Regions from separate parts of the Mus musculus genome. Here region 1 is linked to region 2. A link is a contact called in public Hi-C data. All regions are on one chromosome and are shown on one strand. Each heading gives the region's core, a stretch centred on a gene start, on an enhancer-like site or on the middle of the called end of the contact. The rest is flanking DNA. Distances are from core to core; before and after follow the strand shown.

Region 1 (2,855 bases), core at 281-2,780, 290 kb before region 2:
CAGATGCCCTCTAGCTGGTTGTCTGCAGTGATTTGACTCCAACCTAAGCTTGGAGTATGATTGTTCTGTGAGCTGACTCAGCCCAGGCTCACTGCAAATGGCCTTTTCCTTGGGGAAGTCCTTGGAAATAACCAGTGACAATTGTTTAACACAGGAATTACTGAAGTGGTGGCAATAGCTGAAGTAATAAGACCTTACTAAAAAATACCTTAAAAAGGAAAAACCAATTCTTTGCAGCAATGAAACCCAAACCAAGACACCTAGAAATCTTGTGAGCAAACTGTCAAAAGACAAAGTGTGAATTCTGTTGGCAGTGAGGGGAAGGTGACCCATCTTGTTTACTGAAGTGTCAATAGGGTTAGCAGCAGATTCTGAATCATTAGCTGTGGTGTTCCTAGGGCAGTGGGATGGGACCCAGAACACTATGGGAAGACTATCAACCAACAGTGGTGTAGCCAGCCAGCTAAGCCTTCAAATAAACTAACATACTTCCAAGTACAAACTAAGAATATTTTATAAAGCCTGTTCCAGCAAGAAATACCAGATCAAAGGAAAACTGCAGACAGTTATCTGCTTAGGAATGTAGCCACAATGCTTCCATAACAATACACCAAGCCCAAGAACCTAAAGACAATTATATACCATAGCTAAGTGAGACTTATTTCAACAATGCAATGGGGGTTTAAGAGAGGCAATCAACCTGGATAATATATAATATTAAGAATGTCTGAGAAGATATCACAGAAAGAAGACCTTAGGGAGACATGGGGATTAAAGGCATCTGGATACTGTGGATGGGATTCCTGTGTGTGTGTGTGTGTGTGTGTGTGTGTGTGTGTGTGTGTGTGTGTCTGTGTGTGTCTGTGTCTGTGTGTGTGTGTGTGTGTGTGTGTGTGTGTCTGTGTGTGTCTGTGTCTGTGTGTGTGTGTGTGTGTGTGTGTGTCTGTGTGTGTCTGTGTCTGTGTGTGTGTGTGTGTGTGTGTGTGTGTGTGTGTGTCTGTGTGTGTCTGTGTCTGTGTGTGTGTGTGTGTGTCTGTGTGTCTGTGTGTGTCTGTGTCTGTGTGTGTGTGTGTGTGTGTGTGTGTGTGTGTGTGTCTGTGTGTGTCTGTGTCTGTGTGTGTGTGTGTGTGTGTGTGTTGGAACATAATAGCTAAAGGTTAAGGAAATGTGAAAAAAGATTACATTTTAGTTAGTCCCATTTGTTAACTGTGGTAAGTGCATCATGCTGATGCAGAAGGCAACATCAGAGAAGCTGGGCGCTGGCATAAGGGAGCGCTGTGCTCTCCATGGCTTTTCTGTGATATACATCAATTCTAAAAAGAAACATTTACTTGTATGGGAGGTCACAGATCTATCCTGCAAAGACTGAGTGAGAGGACCGTGAAGGTAGTGAGAGTGCCTTCCAGCCCTGGGCGTCCATGTCAGGGCAGATGGCGATGTGAGCACGAGAGTCAGCTTGCACTGACATAGTGACGAGTGCCATGCCTGACAGTCCTAGTTCTCTGATGGCAATCTGGGACTGTTCTCAATGCCTGTTTTTAACCACATAAAGAACTTGCTTTTGCATTCTCTCACTTTGACTGCACGGACCAACCTGTGGGCTCTGCAACACATATGGAGGATTTAAAACAGCAAACTTCAAGCTGCAAATGATCTCATTTTAATGGGTTCCACAGCAACGTGAGCAGAGTAGGGGGAAGCCTTCTGTCCATTCACTCTCCTTCTGTCCTTTAAACTATCAAACCCACCTGATTCCTTATTTTTAGTTAAGGAGGGCTAATTTGAGAGGGATTGTTTAATTCACATTTTGAGAAATATGATCCTGAGCTTTGGGGCTGTAATGATCTGTGGGACAAAAAAAAAAAAAAAAAAAAAGTGAGACAAGTGTGATTTTTTTTTTCCCTGCAAAATTAGGTCCTGTCTGTGGGTCACCTGACTTAACCTTTCCTGCACTCCTCCATCACACCTAACTGCATCTCAAAAGATAATTATCAGAGCCTTCAGCTTTGGCAGAAGGCAGAGTTCTTGTGCAAATGATAGTATGTCACATCATTAACATTATTATAAATGACAGGCAGCTAAACTTATACCCAGGGCAACGTTATATATTAATAAGTGAATTAATAAGCCAGTGATCAAGAAATTACATGCCCCGTTGACAAGCTGGATAGTATCTCTCTTCATGACTATTTGCCCAACACATACAACACAAACATCTTCAGTGAGGCCATAGAGCTTTTAAGTGCTGACCTTACAGTCAATTCTCCAGCCAGACTAAAATGTTGCCCTTGCTAAGTGCATCCTTAGCCACTAGAGGGCATTAGTTCATAAAATGCTCTGGGCCTAAAAGGGTACTGAGAGACTGAACAAGGGGACTTGGGAAGCAGATAAAATTCAGCCAAAATGATATTTTATTATTTGTTCTTAAGTGAAGCACATTGGGTCTAAAACCCCGTCTTCCCCACGGACACCGGCACATCAGGAGGGAGTCTGCTTTCCTAGGACAGGAGTCATGATAGATGTGAGGTAGGAGTCGAACCCAGGTCCTTGAGAAGAGCAGCTGTGCGCTTAACTGTTAAGCCATCTCTCTAACCCCTCTCTATGTGAATCTTAGTGAGAAGCTTTTCTGTAGAAAAGAATTGAGACATAAGGCTTAAAAATCAATGGGGGACAAACTGCCCTTTAACGAATATCAAACTAGGAGACTAGATTCTATTTTGTAATTTCTAGTACAAAATTCCAGGGAGATTAACATTTTTAACTGTGTTCTTTGCACCTACCAGAAGCTGAACCACAACTCCCCACCCCCAGATGCTCATTCTTTTCATTTCAAAGTAATACCTGTTCTGTGTGTT
Region 2 (2,700 bases), core at 140-2,639:
TGTTTCCAAGTGACCTGTCCAATCCTATCTTTCCTCAGTTTTCAGCATCTGGGGCTTTTCTAAACACTGCCTTCACCCTGGAAAGTGTCTCAGTAGGGCTTTGCCTGCTTGCTATTTCCATTCAGTTGAATTAAGTGTCTACTTTACATAAATAGGTCTCGTGCCTCCTAGAGAAGTTTATTGGCATCATATGCATGAAACATCTTGGATGGGTCCCATTAAAAAAGAGGCTTGATTGGTGTGTGAGTAAGCCTTTAATGAACTTCTGAGACGGTAAACAAAGCAGTGAAGTCCACATAATTTCTGTTCATAAAAAAAAAAACCTTGCTTGTAAAAAGGCACGAATTTAAAAAAAGAGCCTACTGGTGGTGGTGCTGGAGATGAGACTAAGTATGCTCTTGCAGAGGAACTAAGTCCTGTTCCTAACACCACACTGGGCAGCTCACAAAATCACCTATACCTTGAACTCCAGGGTGATCTGATGCACTTCACTGATCTCCGTGCCCCCCCCCCCCCGCATGTGCACACATATGCACATATAATTAAAATAATAGTAATATTATCTCTTAAAAAAAAGCAAACAAGAGCCTATTGAAAGCAGAAACCAGGTTGCCAATATGTCCCTGTGCTTAGAGAATGAGCATGCTCTGACTGCTGGGGCAACACAAGTCCCAGTGTATTCTTATAGTATACAGAGAAGCCATGGTGGCCAATGCAGAGCACAACCAACCTCCCTCGCTCCCTCGCTGCCTCCCCTCCCTTCCTCCCTCCGTTTCCTCCATCGTTGCCTCCCCTCCCTCCCCCCTTTCCTCCCTCCCTTCCTCTTTCCCTCTCTCCCTCTGTGTGTGTGTGTGTGTGTGTGTGTGTGTGTGTGTGTGTGTGAGAGAGAGAGAGAGAGAGAGAGAGAGAGAGAGAGAGACCTCATGTTCTTGACCATGTGAACACGTGGGTTTGCATGTGTGGAGGCCAGGAGTGATTGTTAACTTCTTATATATTGAGATAGGGCCTCTGACCAGCCAGCTTACACTGTAGATCAATTATATCAGGATATCAAAGTTATAGGCAGGCCATCATAGCTAACTGGGTTTCTACATTCATTCTAGGATTCTGAGTTCAAGATTGTGAAACATGTACTTTAACCACTGAACCATCTCTGCAGAGTGCTACAGTCATTTTAGATTTAAGTCACTGATGCTACTACATGTGATGCACCTGGCTTAGTGCCTGTGAATGGATGAGAGGAGAGGTCAGGTCATGGCAACTGGTAGTTCTGATCATTCTCCTCACACAGGCAAGATGTGTTTTAATCCAAGGAGCTTGGGTCTGTTCCAACTCGGGTAATGACATTCCACCCACTCATGTCTCCTGCTGCCTCTCCTTCCTCAGCATCGCTCTTCAGTGTCAGACACAGCACAAACTTTTGGCAGAAAAACTCATAGCAGCCTGCTCCCGCTACGGGGTAGTATGTGTGTTTTGCCATGTAACCTTATCCTTTGCAGATTTCAGTATTTCACAGAAATTACATTTGTTTTCCCACCTAGGTGGGTAGGATGTATGTAGAAATCAGTAACCGGGCTTGCAGCACCAGGTTCCCTCATCACCCAAGCATTTCTATTTCTCTGCCTCTGCATTTACTGTAATGCTGGAGCAATAGACATTGATAGTCTAATTATATTTGAGAGAGGAAGGCATGTAAGAAGAGTTGAGGTAGGGATACATTTATCCTGATTTTTCTGCAGGAACTTCATATGTGAAAGAATTATGTAGGGAGACAGGGAGAGGTCACTTCAAAATGGACAGGCCAGAGGCAGAACCCTTGAGGGCAGCATAAAAGAAGACCCAAGAGAAGGTCATCAGAGGCATGACAATAGTTTTCTGCTCATTTTGCTTGCAGACAATTTAGGCAGTTGCAAGAATCTCTGAAGGTCTAGGCAGGAGGGTAGGGAGAGGCTCCATAGGCATTTCCACACAGTGATGCAGGTGGACTATGTAGGATATTCTAGGGGGTAAATTATTATAGATTTAATTCACGAGCAAGAATAACCTAATTTTGCAGCCACTGTTCAAAATCTGTGGCTAAGCGCATTTATTTTCTAATGTTTTCCAGAGCCTTCAGCTTAAATTATTAGTCTGATAGAGATGCCTTTTCACAAGGTCTCGTGGTTCCAGTGTTAACATTTTACTGCTTTAAAAAAATACTTTCTGCAGGAAGCTGTCTTTGAGGAAATATGAACAAGCTTTTGAAAGCTAAGTGTTAGGCTCAAGGTGTCCCAGTCTCAAGGAAGAGGTGCTATATCCAAGGGCTTGTGGGAGCATTTTGAATCATTTTAGGAAACTCTTGAGCAATGTGTATGAGTGTGCCTGCTGTCAGAACACAAGAAAACTGCTCTCTCCTCCTCATGGCCTGCCCACCTTTCTGAAGCTCTGTAGTATGCACTAGTGTCATTAGCTTCAACAGCATGTCAGACTTTCGAGAAATCATAAACTGTGTTTAGGTAGAATTCTCTTATAACAAATCCATGCGAAAAGCATCCCATTTGCATCTTAAAATTTAATTACATCTTCTAGAGAGAAGAGCCTGATCTGTAAACTATGTAATTTATCTGAGTCTTATATACCCATTTAGTTGGGGAAGCCCAGTGAAACCTGATCCTGGAGGCACCGAAAAGAAGCTAGCGTAGCTTTACCATCTAGTATGGA

What was found. A called contact is a pair of places that touch in the nucleus more often than the background predicts.
Region 1: a Hi-C map of cerebellar granule neurons shows a contact between it and region 2, with 2.6 times the contacts expected there. The contact joins two enhancer-like sites. A contact is called at or near these places in 7 of 484 Hi-C or Micro-C datasets (the N1E-115 cell line, brain, cerebellar granule neurons and 3 more) and 4 of 115 datasets of contacts at active chromatin or transcription factors (embryonic stem cells, oligodendrocyte precursor cells and stem cell-derived neural progenitor cells).

What each region holds. Positions count from the first base shown.
Region 1 is chr5:27,416,231-27,419,085 of GRCm38.p6, reverse strand. All of the region lies in intron 3 of Dpp6 (dipeptidylpeptidase 6), which reads right to left. Among named protein-coding and RNA genes, the nearest start is that of Gm52769, 83 kb to the left of the region's middle. Within about 2 kb of position 1,530, at least 8 of the 459 cell types and tissues checked have an H3K27ac peak or open chromatin away from gene starts, as enhancers often do. A contact at or near this core is called in cerebellar granule neurons and cerebellum, where this site is marked.
Region 2 is chr5:27,124,865-27,127,564 of GRCm38.p6, reverse strand. All of the region lies in intron 1 of Dpp6 (dipeptidylpeptidase 6), which reads right to left. Among named protein-coding and RNA genes, the nearest start is that of Dpp6, 77 kb to the right of the region's middle. Within about 2 kb of position 1,389, at least 7 of the 459 cell types and tissues checked have an H3K27ac peak or open chromatin away from gene starts, as enhancers often do. A contact at or near this core is called in cerebellar granule neurons and cerebellum, where this site is marked.